Regions from separate parts of the Mus musculus genome. Here region 1 is linked to region 2. A link is a contact called in public HiChIP or PLAC-seq data. All regions are on one chromosome and are shown on one strand. The core of a region is the stretch at or near the end of the contact, and the rest is flanking DNA. Distances in the headings are between cores, read along the strand shown. Region 1 overlaps Lamc2 (laminin, gamma 2). Region 2 overlaps Ncf2 (neutrophil cytosolic factor 2).

What was found. HiChIP or PLAC-seq counts read pairs in DNA pulled down with a chosen protein or histone mark.
Region 1: an H3K27ac HiChIP or PLAC-seq map of embryonic stem cells shows a contact between it and region 2, with 2.2 times the contacts expected there. The contact joins two enhancer-like sites. A contact is called at or near these places in 2 of 115 datasets of contacts at active chromatin or transcription factors (embryonic stem cells and pancreatic cancer cells) and 1 of 9 other capture datasets (embryonic stem cells).

Annotation. Positions count from the first base shown.
Region 1 is chr1:153,170,106-153,176,110 of GRCm38.p6, forward strand. The region is part of intron 2 of Lamc2 (laminin, gamma 2); the gene reads right to left. Among named protein-coding and RNA genes, the nearest start is that of Lamc2, 13 kb to the right of the region's middle. Within about 2 kb of position 2,541, at least 83 of the 459 cell types and tissues checked have an H3K27ac peak or open chromatin away from gene starts, as enhancers often do. A contact at or near this core is called in embryonic stem cells, where this site is marked.
Region 2 is chr1:152,828,484-152,834,319 of GRCm38.p6, forward strand. Ncf2 (neutrophil cytosolic factor 2) reads left to right here. Exons shown (of 16, transcript NM_010877.5): 9 at 1,869-2,010; 10 at 2,210-2,278; 11 at 3,131-3,206; 12 at 4,840-4,862; 13 at 5,294-5,445; 14 at 5,586-5,697. Among named protein-coding and RNA genes, the nearest start is that of Ncf2, 31 kb to the left of the region's middle. Within about 2 kb of position 3,983, at least 60 of the 459 cell types and tissues checked have an H3K27ac peak or open chromatin away from gene starts, as enhancers often do. A contact at or near this core is called in embryonic stem cells, where this site is marked.

The sequences.
Region 1 (6,005 bases), core at 1,291-3,790, 340 kb after region 2:
CGCTTGTCTTTCCTGATACAGACATCAAGCTAAGTCAGCTTCCCTTCAAATATGGCGTCTATTCTCAATGCATCTAGGTGTGAGGACCGGGAACGACTGCTCCAGCCTGAACTGGGTTTTAGTGCACGCACAGGAAGGCAAAACTTTTTCCTCAAGTGAATTTTCAGGGAAAACCCTTTATTCACCATCTTATGTCAGCATACCGGGCATACATATGATGAAACTCAGATGCATTACGGGAAGGGACATACCCAATAGAAAAATGATTATACGACCCTATCATCTAAATAGAAAACTGCTTAGGCTAAATCTCCTAGTTAACCAATGTCCTCCTTCTCTTGAACTCCAAAGGGAAACTCCAGATCAGCTCCAAACAGTAAGCAGGACGTGAGTGCCTTCACTTACATGGCTTGATGCTCTCCACCTTTGTTTTTACAATAAGTTTCTTTGCTACCTTTGCAGACCTCTGTGAGCTTTGATTTCAACTCCTTGAATAAGCACCTGGTCCCAGTACCAGTCCTGGAGACGGATGCCTGTGCGTCTACCATTTAAAGAGCATCTATCCTCACGTATCTGCACGTGTATTAAGAATGCAAGTTGGCAGTCACTCATTCCTATTCTTCTCCATGGGAGTCCAACTTAGAGAACTTAGTCCAACTTAGGTATTTTAGAGAAACATACCTAAACGGAAGCCCATAATACATTCTGAAATAAGAGGAAATTCTAAAAATGTCTTTTTTATTATTATATGTTTGTTCCCTTATGTCTAGGTGTGTTTAATTTTATGCCTGGAATTTTTTCCACTTTTATTTTCAAATTTGTTGCTGTTTTTGCTAACTTTGACCTATATACCTTCCAGCTTTTGTTGGGAGTCCCTGACACACACACACACACACACACACACACACACACGTAATGGCAGTATAAGTGAGACAAGTCTTGGATGCCCTTGAGTGAGCAGCGGCAGGCCATTTACCCACAGTCCTCTCAGTCCCGTTCAGTCCACTCTGGACAAATACACAGAGCATCTAACGTGAGCCAGGCTATTCCAGGCTCCGGGATGCAGCAACAAACAAAACTACACATGTCTCAACCCTCAAAGGGTTTCCATGGCAGATCACCAAGATAAACGAGTAACGCACGGAGAGCATATTAGGATAGTGATATTTATTAACGGGGAATGTAAAAACCAGCAAGCATAAATAAATGTAATATTGTATATATTCACTAAATACTTATCGAATTACCCATGTTTTCCAATTTCCCCATGAGCAGGCCTGGGTCCAGGAGTCAGCATTAAGACATTATTACAGGGGCTAGAGAGACGGTTCAGTCAGCAAAGTGCTTGTTATGTAAGCATGAAGACTTGAGTTTTATCCTCAGAACCCACATTAAAAATATGGGTGTGCTGGCATCCTAGCACTGTGGAGGCAGAGATGGGTTTCTGGGGCTTGTGGGTCAGGTAGCCTAACCTAATCAGTGAGTTTTTGGTTAATGAGAGATTGTCTCAAAAAACCAAGAGATTGTCTCAAAACAAAACAAAACAAAACAAAAACAAAAATCCAAACCGGCTTCCGAGGAACAATATTATCACCTGATCTCTACATGCACGAAAGCACACACATACATGTGCATACAAACACATACACACAACCTAAATATTTAAATATATGTATATGTATATATATGCATATACCAGATAGGTGGGTAGATAGATAGATAGATAGATAGATAATAGATGGATGGATAGATATATGATAGATGACAGATAAATAGATAGATGATAGATACATAGATAGATATAGATAGGAAACATTACATGAGAAAACACAAAATCAGAGTTGGGAAAATGGCTCAGCAGGTAAAGACATTTTGCCACCAGGCATGACAACTCAAGTGCAGCCCTTGGAACCCACACTGCGGGGAGAGAAGTGACTCGAATAAATTGTCCTCTGACTTGCATGTATGGGCTGTGGCGTGTACAGCTCCCCTCTGTCACACACACAGTGAGAGAGATAGAAAGACAGAGAGACAGAAAAAGTGATGAGGGGAAAAACACCACAAAATAGAAGGCACACATGAACCCTGGACATAGGACTAAACCAGGGCTGTCACCACACTACATCCCGGTCATTATTTCTTTGCCTATCATTCATGCCACACCCTTTCCAGGCTGCAAAAATCTCTTCAGATTTCATCTGCTTCTCTGTCCCCTCACTCGAGCTCTTGACAGCCAGCCAGGTTCTCCCCACAGATAAAGGAATGCAATTTATCAAGTTCACCTCCAGCCCTAAACAAACACTTCTGAACCGGAATCGGTTTACAAAGATTTCCACATATTTCTGTACGTCTAGTAAAGCGTGGGTGGTACCTGGGTCTGTGTGCTGTGCACTGTTTCTGGGCCGCTGAAGTGTGTATTATAGTGATAACTGTAATAGCTTGGTCGCTGACCCTCAAAGTGCTCCTTAGGAGAGGCCCGCCAGGCAGCCAGACAGTGCAGGTCTGCCCACCACCACCCACACTCTTCGGGAGAGCAGATCAAAGGAGCTGGAAGCCTCTTTAACAATGGAGCCTGGAGCCTGGAATTCCTCTAGGCTCTTCCCAGAACTCCCACCCCTCACTAAACGTGGTCTCTGGCAAGTCAGGACAGGAAGTTAAGGGGCAAAGGCTGGTTCCAAGCCTTAGACTTAGGAGAATGAAAGGAAACAGAAAATGTTTCCTAGGGCTGTACTCTGGGTGGGCACAGATTCATCCAGTGCTCTTTTTAAACTTCCCAGGAGAAAATATCACCTTCTGGAGCAAGCAGCTACCAGAAATCGTACCAACATGGCATACCTCCGTTCATCGAAGCTACAATGAGCCTCTCTATTGTGTGAAACTTAGAAGCAAGCTCTGAGCCAGGTGTGGGCTCAGACCTGTAATTCCAACAATCAGGACGCTGAAGCAGGAGGACTGCTCTGAGTTAGAGGTGAGCCTGGGCTACATAATCGAATCTCTCCCAAACACACAACAGATAACAAAACCCACAAAAACCAATAATATATACACTCAGCTTTTCACCAGGGTATAGTGTGTGAAGTCACTGTGCTTGTTAGTGGCTTAAACGGAATACCAAAATGAAAATATACACATTCCTGAAACAACAACAACAACAAACACCCTGTGTATTTTGGCCCATGTCAGCTCCTCCTGTAACTCTCTTTCTCTTGTTCCCTGGGTCTCAACACCTAGATCCTTGCATGAATTCTGGAACCCTGAGCTCTTCGCTGCCTCTGGCCTTCAGATTTGCCATTTCCACAGAACTGGCTGGGTGCCCGAAAAAACATAAATCAGAGTATGACCTGCAGTGGCTTCTCTCTCCCTGCTGGAAGCAATCCTCACCACATGACCACAGAACTCACCACTTCCATATATAGCACATCTGTGGGCATTATCCAGTTCATGTCTAGAGTTTCTCTCTTGTCCCTTCCAGTGGTACCCACTTCACTGTTTGTCACTGTCGTTGCTAAGATATATGGAATGGATAGACAGAGAGAAGTAAGAGAGCAGAACAAGAAATGAAAGAAAAGGGAGGGAGGGGTGTGATACAGGCAGGCTGAGTATAAGAAACACCATTCAGGGGCTGACTGGGATGCTCAGTGGGTAGGGGAGACTGCTGCCAAGAGCACATGTTTGGATCAACAGAGGATCCATTGTTATGGGAGAGAAGATTAAGCCAAGATGAGAAAGGATCTTCAAATGTTGGGAATCCACTTATACCAAAACCAAAATCTGGGGTGGGGGTGGGGGATGAACAAAAGACACTAGGTACTCACATGGTGCACAGACATACATGCAGATGAAGCATCCATACATGTAAATAAAAATAAAATACAAGTGTTATGTATGTCTATGCATGCCATGTGTGTGCAGGTGACCTCAATTCACAGAATCCACATGGTGGAAAGAGAAAAACATCTCCTACAAGCCATCCTCCGACCTCTACATGCTCCACCATGTCATGTACACAGTCACAGACACACACATACACATAAAACACACATACTAATTTTAAAAAAAAGCAACAGGGCCCCCAATGGAGGAGCTAGAGAAAGTACCCAAGGAGCTAAAGGGGTGTGCAACCTTATAGGTGGAACAACAATATGAACTAACCAGTACCCCTGGAGCTCATGTCTCTAGCTGCATATGTAGCAGAAGATGGCCTAGTCAGCCATCACTGGGAGGAGAGACCCTTGGTCTTGCGAAAATTGTATGCCCCAGGGCCAGGAAGTGGGAGTGGGTGGGTTGGGGAGCAGGGAGGGAGGAGGGTATAGGGGGCTTTCAGGATAGCATCTGAAATGTAAATGAAGAAAATATCTAATAAAAAATTTAAAAAAGCAAATAATTTAAAAACAGAAAAGTCAAATTAAAAACCTGAACCTACAGAGAACTACAGAGAAATCTACAAGTCTAGGAATGCTCTTTGACATTTTCCAAAATGTAGGGCTGGGGATGTCGCTCAGTGAGAGGGTGTCTACACATGAAGACCCCTAGGTTTCACCCCAGGAACCACACAGAAATTTCCCCAATAGAATACACATTAGTTGTTGTTTCTGTTTGGCATTCACCGTGAAAATGGCTAATATTTCAAACCTCCCCCCCCCCCCAAAAAAAAAACCCCATCCACAGCGAGATTAGATGAGAAAAAACTATTGTTAGGAAGGTATTTTCAATTAAAGAAAGGTCTGGAACTTCAGGCAGGTTGCCTCTAACACCAGAGGAACTATCTCTCTCCCAGGCTTACCATTCTCCCTGGCCTGTGAGACAGCAGCCACGGATGGGCAACAGGCCAAGGGCTGTGTGAAGGTGGGGCAGGCAGGGGTGACGGATGGCATGAGCTCAGCAGGCCCTGATGGGGCAGCCTGCCTTGTAAGCAGGACTACCTCAGGAGCTAGGCATCCGAGCAAGCGAGCGAGCGGCAGGTTTGAACCTGACAGCCTGCGCAGGCCAATGTTACCGAGAGCCTGGCTGTTCCTGCCGCCGCCGGTTCAGCTGCTGGGTACAGGTTCTGCATCATAACTTACAGAGATCTCGACTCAACCCAAATAGGAACATTTAAGGTTGACACTGAGTTGTCTTTCCAATTTAGGGATGGGTGTCTGCCTTCTGCCTCCTTTCCTCCTCCTGGGTTCCCTTTCTGAGACATCAATCAAATCCACCCCCCCACCCCCCCACCCCCCACCCCCCACCCCCGCTTTCCTCAAACCCTCTTCTCTTAGGCAGCACATGATCATGCTATCAGGTTTCCTCCTGGCCCTTGATCTCCACAACCAAGTCTTGTGGAAGCTTACGTTTCCCCAACTCCAGATGCTGGTTTATCAAGACTCGACCCTGAGACTTGTTGACTGCTCCCTCCATAACACTCTCCTGATCCCAGTCAAGACAAGGTTTTCATAAGCACCGCAGGCGTCACCTTCCCAGCACAGTTCTCCAGCCCAAACCTCATCTCCAACTTCAGCCATCCCCTCCACTTCTGAGCTGGTTATTTCTTTGGACAAAACCCATTTAAAACTAAACTCAGAAACTAACCACGATGGAAGACACCTATAATCCCTGTACTAGGCAGGCTGAAGCAGGTAGAACAAGAGTTTGAGGAGCCAACCTGAGCTATACAGTGACATCCTGTTTCAAAACGGCAGACAGGCAAACAAATGTCAATAATAAAACCCCTTTGCTTCAAGTCAGGTGGCTTGAAGCCAATCTCAGAACCCCAGTGACAACCTTCTCAGCTGCCACATCGGTGTTTAACCCACCAAACAGCTCAGGTGCACCCGAGTCTGTGTCCACTCCACTGTGGACATTCTCTATCCAACCCTGAGCAAATCAGGACTGACCAATTTTCTGACTCCATGAAGCCTTTCTTGCTTCTTTCCACTAACTTGACAGAAAATCTTGCCAAAATATATTTTCTCAACTCCTCTCTGTTTAAAGCTCTCTAATGCCAACATTTTCCTCAAAGATTATAA
Region 2 (5,836 bases), core at 2,733-5,232:
GCAAGGCTGTCTGAGGTGGTCTCTCCCCTGGTGTTCACTGCCTTCCACCTATGTTACTCCCCTGCTCATACTTCCTGTCTATGGAAGGCAAGACCTGAGAACTGACTCCCTCCTTAGAGGAGAAAGGAGGATAAGAGTTGAGGCCAGCCTCAGGTGCATGGTGGGTGGAGGGATCGGTTAGAGGCCAGCTAGAGCCAAATATCCTCCCCACCCCCCTTGTCTGAAAAACAAGCAAAGAAACAACTCTAAGAAGTTTTAAATTGCTTTCCATTCTGAGCAGTGTGATGAAACAATCCCACCTGCCTGGGATCCTCAGGGATATATAGCCTTGCTGTGTGCCATCTGCCGTCTGTCCACTCAGTAGCCGTCTGTCCACACAGGATCGGCTGTCAGGCCAGGAGAAGGAAGGTTAGAGAGAGGGAGGGACAGGGTGATGGGACACTTGTGACATGAAAGTGGAAGGAGAGAGAGAGAGAGAGAGAGAGAGAGAGAGAGAGAGAGAGTGTGTGTGTGTGTGTGTATGTGTGTGTGTGTGTAAGTAAGTAAAAGGCCCAGGGCAGGGGGAGTAGGGTTTGAGAGAAAGAGAGGGAGGAAAGATCAACAAAATCAAATTTCATTTGAAAAAAAAAATGCCAGCATGAAATCTAATACTGTGTATGTTAGTTAAAGCAAAGCAAACAAAACCAAAACCTTGGTCATGAGACGCTCAGAGGGGGAGAAGCTGTCTGTGCAAGCCTGGCGACTCACTGCGCTGGAGCCTCAAACTCACATCTAGGTGGAAGGAGAGAAATGACAGCGCAGAACTGTCCCCTAACCTCCGCTTGTGCACTGCGGCACATATGCCCCCCAGACATGATAACTAAAGCTTTGAAAAATAGAAATGAAGCAAGTTCAATAAAATAAAGTAAAAATATTATCTTTTGGGAAGGATTGGCACAGTGTCATGGTGCTTATTCAAGTACCCTCTGGTTCATTAACAATGGACCCAAAACGCAAGGGTAGTACTGAGACCTGCAATTTGTTAACGCCAAAGCTATAAAGTTGTCTTTTAGGTTCAAAAGTGAAAGTTGACTTAACAGGGAAATGAGCAAGGTACAGAGGCTCACGTTTCTTTTTTTTTTTTCTTTTTAATAATTATTTGTTTTTTGTATGTGACTAGACTGTAGCTGTCTTCAGACACACATCAGATCCCATTACAGATGGTTGTGAGCCACCATGTGGTTGCTGGGAATTGAACTCAGGACCTCCGGAAGAGAAATCAATACTCTTAACCACTGAGCCATCTCTCCAGCCTGGAGGCTCACATTTCTTTTTTTTTTCTTTTTTTTCCAAGACAGGGTTTCTCTGTGTAGCCCTGGCTGTCCTGGAACTCTCTTTGTAGACCAGGCTGGCGTCGAACTCAGAAATCTGCCTGCCTCTGCTTTTGCCTCCCGAGTGCTGGGATTAAAGGCATGTGTCACCACCACCCAGCGGAGGCTCACATTTCTGACCCCCACCTTTGAGAGGCAGAGACAGGAGGATTGCTGGAAGTACAGGCCAGCAAGTGCTAAGGGAAAGGAATTTATTCTGGACCTGCTGTCACACCACAGGCTACAAGAGTTAAAAGCATGTAACTTTTGGGTTCTTGGATCCCATCGTGGTGTTCCCTGGGAGAAGGGGAACTCCTGTGTGCTACAGAACACACTCACATGGTGTTCTCGCCTTGTCTTCTCGGGGTCCTGGGTGGCAGCACCCGACACTGGTCTTGTAGGCAGTAAGATGTGGAATTAGAGTGAGTGCCAAGCTAAGTCTCTGGCCTCAAGTGCTTCCCCAGTAAGGGGATATGGTCCAAGCTGAATGGTGGGCTCAGTCTTCTGTGTACCCCTCAGGGCTCTGGAAGGTGAGGCACACCGCGTATTGTTTGGCTTTGTGCCGGAGACGCCAGAAGAGCTACAGGTCATGCCTGGGAACATCGTCTTTGTCTTGAAGAAGGGCAGTGATAACTGGGCCACAGTCATGTTCAATGGACAGGTATGGGGGTGGGGTGGGGTGGGGTGGGTGGTTCGGGGAGATGCTAAGGGCACAGAGACAGTATCTGCTGCATCATTTGCAGAACTCCCAAAGGTCATCATCTGTGTGCTGTTTCTACCCATGGCTGCAGGCTGTTCTATGCTCTGGGTACTAATGAGTCTTTGTTTTCCCTTCTGGATTCTGGAATGTGACACTGCAGAAGGGGCTTGTCCCCTGCAACTACCTGGAGCCAGTTGAGCTTCGGATTCACCCTCAGTCGCAGCCCCAGGTACTGTCGTGCTGAGGCCTAGCCTGTTGCTCTCACCCTTCACACAACTCTCTAGAGTTGAAAGGGATGGCCTCCCTGTCATAGAAGGAAGACTCAACAGATCTGGGCCACTCAAGCTGGTATCAGATGCCCAGAGCTGAGCCTGTGTCGAGTGGAGGCAACAGTTATTCTACTGGACTGGCCTACCTCTGTTAGTCCTCCTGGTCAGGGAGACATAGGCAGCAAAGCCTAACGGTTTAGGGCTAGGTATTCCCAAGCCCGCCTCTTCACCAGGGAGAAGAGTCAGCTTGTTTGGTTGGTACAGTGCCACTGAAAAGGAAAGTAAGAGTTGGGGATGTAGCTCCAATGGGAGAGCACTCGCATAGCATGAAGCCCTGGGCTCAATCCTCAGTGCGGAACAAATCAGACGGGAAGCCATATGCTCCTAACACATGGGATGTGGAGGCAGGAGGATCAGAAGTCTGTCATCTTTAGCTACGTGGCACTCTGATGACAGACAGCCTATAGTCTCTCTTCACACTCAAGAACAGCGTGTGCTGAGTCACAGAACTGAGGTGCTTTGAAGTTGAAAATGTCCTGCCAATGGGAAATGGAATTTTCCCTTTCTCAGTACACTCCGCAGCTGAGACAGAAGCGTGCCATGTCACCTGACGCTGATGGGTTTTCAGCATGGTCGAAAAGATGGCAAAGGGTTTTGTATGTGGGCGTTAGGGTTCTTATTGCTCCTGAGAGTTAGCCTCCTTTCCTGTGTCATAGCGTTCCACTTTAGGAAGCCATTTGCATCTAGCTTCTTTCCAAGGAAACCCTCTTGTGCTTTTGTCTGACCTTTTTGTTTCCTCTTGTCACCTCCAGGAAGATACCTCTCCAGAATCCGATATTCCACCACCTCCTAATTCTAGCCCCCCAGGAAGACTCCAGTTGTCACCAGGTTGGTGGCCCCGAGGAAGGAGCTCTCTCTCTCAGATGCTTCATGAAAACAGACAGCTGTTTTCAGAGTCATTTAGGAAATTCTCGTTTCTTTTGCATACCATGCACCTTGCTTTACCTAGCATGCTCCTTGTTTTACCCAGCATGCACCTTGCTTTATGACTACATTTTTCCAGAGCCCTGTCTTGCTTGCACCATCCATCATCCCCCTGAAACATGATGGCAGTGCCCTGCCCTCACCTGCTTAGAAATGAGTGCAGGTAATGGGGCCCGCCAGTGGCCATCATCAGAGCAGTCACCAGGTGATCCTTTGCTAACTACCTAAAGCCGGTGGGAGGAAAAAGGCTGCAGCAAGCGCATTTTCACACCTCAGCTCTTGTCAAACCACTGAGTTGCACATGTCTGCAGAGCAGAGCCCCCAGGGCTTGAACAAAGGACCACTGGATGGTGTGGATGGAAGATCTTCCCAGAAGGACTTCTCATAATCTGGGGTGGGAAAATGATGACTCTTTGTTCCTGGTGAGCTTCAGCAGATGCTCCAGTAGATGACAGAGTCATCCTGCGCACGACCACCTGATGACCAAAGACTGCTTTGGTGGCCCTCCCCTGCATACTTATTTGGAAAGCTGCGAACCTACAGAGAAGTTGGAGGTGGGGTACACTGAGTGCCACAACACTTTTCACTTAAACACAGCAGCTCTGGGCCAGCCAGGTGGCTCCACAGTCAAAGACGCTTGCTGCACAGTCCTTGTGGCCTGAGTGCACTCACAGGGCCTCCATAAAACAGGAACTGGAGAATCAACACCACAAAGGAGCATGGCTTGCCTCCGTGCATGTCAGGGCGTGTGCCCTTGCATCACAAACATTTTAAATGGAAACAACCCGTCAGCTACTTACATTTTACTTCATGTATTTGGACTCTTCTCTACCCCTCCTCCCCTGAGAGCCACTTAAATATAAGTTAGAGATCCATGATCGAGCCTACCAGGATAGAAGTCCCCTGGGAACAAGCATGGCTTCTGCCTACAGAGTGCACTTCTCATCCAGAACATCTGCCCTTGATAGGTATCACCTACTCCACATGTAAATGCCTCGGTGGCCCCATCCAGTGTCCCTCATAGTTTTTTTTCTTACCTTTTCTGTCTGGAGGACACACACTGAAAAGGTTGGAGTACCAGGCTCCTAGGCCTTTGATTGATTTTAGCAAAAGTTCCCAAGGGATTCGAATAATCAGCAGCACAGAGGTTCTTCCATCCTCAGTAGTAAAGGGTCTCAGACTTCACTTATACACACTTTGCTGTGCTAACATAGTGTGCATTTCAGACCATAAACACACACAAAACAGGGCCATGAAATGGTAATCATCTTCCTGGTGCTTCTGCCTGGGGCCTGGGGTTATCACACGTCCATCTTCCCTCTGTCTGTCTTGGATCCTCCAGGGTTAGCTGGCCTTTGAGCCAGTCCCCATAGTTACCTACCTGCAGCGCCCTGGAAGCAGACACCAGCTCTGCTCACACATTTGCGCTCTCTATGCTCCTCTAGATCCACCCTGGATGTTAAAGGGTAGGGAGATGGGCACTGTGGGTGGCAGGTGCCACTATGAGTGTTCACTTACCATCTCCTTTTCCATTTAGGTCACAAGCAAAAAGAGCCCAAGGTAAGTTTTTCCTTGTTTCCAAGTGGAGATGGGTGAGCATGGCTTGTCTAGCATGAGATATCTCTTAGAATATGGACTATCAATGAAAGGGTTGAATCAGTTGCTACCTGACTCTCCATCTACACGTCATCCTAGCCCCTAGCTGAGCACATAGCTCAGTAGAAACTTCTGTCTCAGTGTGCTGGATTGGAGCCCTCTGAAAGACCTCTCAGGGAATGCAGAAATGGGCTGTTTATTAATATACAGTTGTCTACTGATTTTTTAACTTATTAGATTTATTATTAACTGGTAAAAACCAGCTGTTTATTAAACACCCCCCTTTCCCTGAGGCACTCCTGGTGCCCATACACAAAGTGGTGGAAGGCTGTGGTGGTCCAGGATGCTGTCAACAACCTCAGCCGCTAAGGTGGTCTTCCTTCCTCCTGCCTCAGGAACTGAAGCTCAGCGTGCCTATGCCTTACATGCTCAAGGTGCATTACAAATACACAGTGGTCATGGAGACGCGGCTTGGCCTCCCCTACAGCCAGCTTCGGAACATGGTGTCTAAGAAGCTGGCGCTCTCGCCAGAACACACTAAACTGAGGTAAACCCCATGAAGTCGGGAGCTGGGGATGCAGCAGGGGTGGATGATGGGGTGGGTCTTGTCTGATGCAGAGGACTGGCTATGGGATGTTTTTTGTGTTGATACTTTCTGCCTTGGTCCTTACTCATCATCCCTACCAGCTACCGGCGTCGGGACAGCCACGAGCTTCTGCTCCTGTCCGAAGAAAGCATGAAGGATGCCTGGGGCCAAGTGAAAAACTACTGCCTGACTCTGTGGTGTGAGCATACGGTGGTGAGTGGAGGGAGCCGGGACCTAAGGCCATTTTTAACATCTCCTGTATGCCACACATTGGCTTAGTGATGGGGACATTGTGGCTTACAGGCTCATCCAGTTATAGCAGGCATCAGATAGCAGTTATAGAGGACTTTGG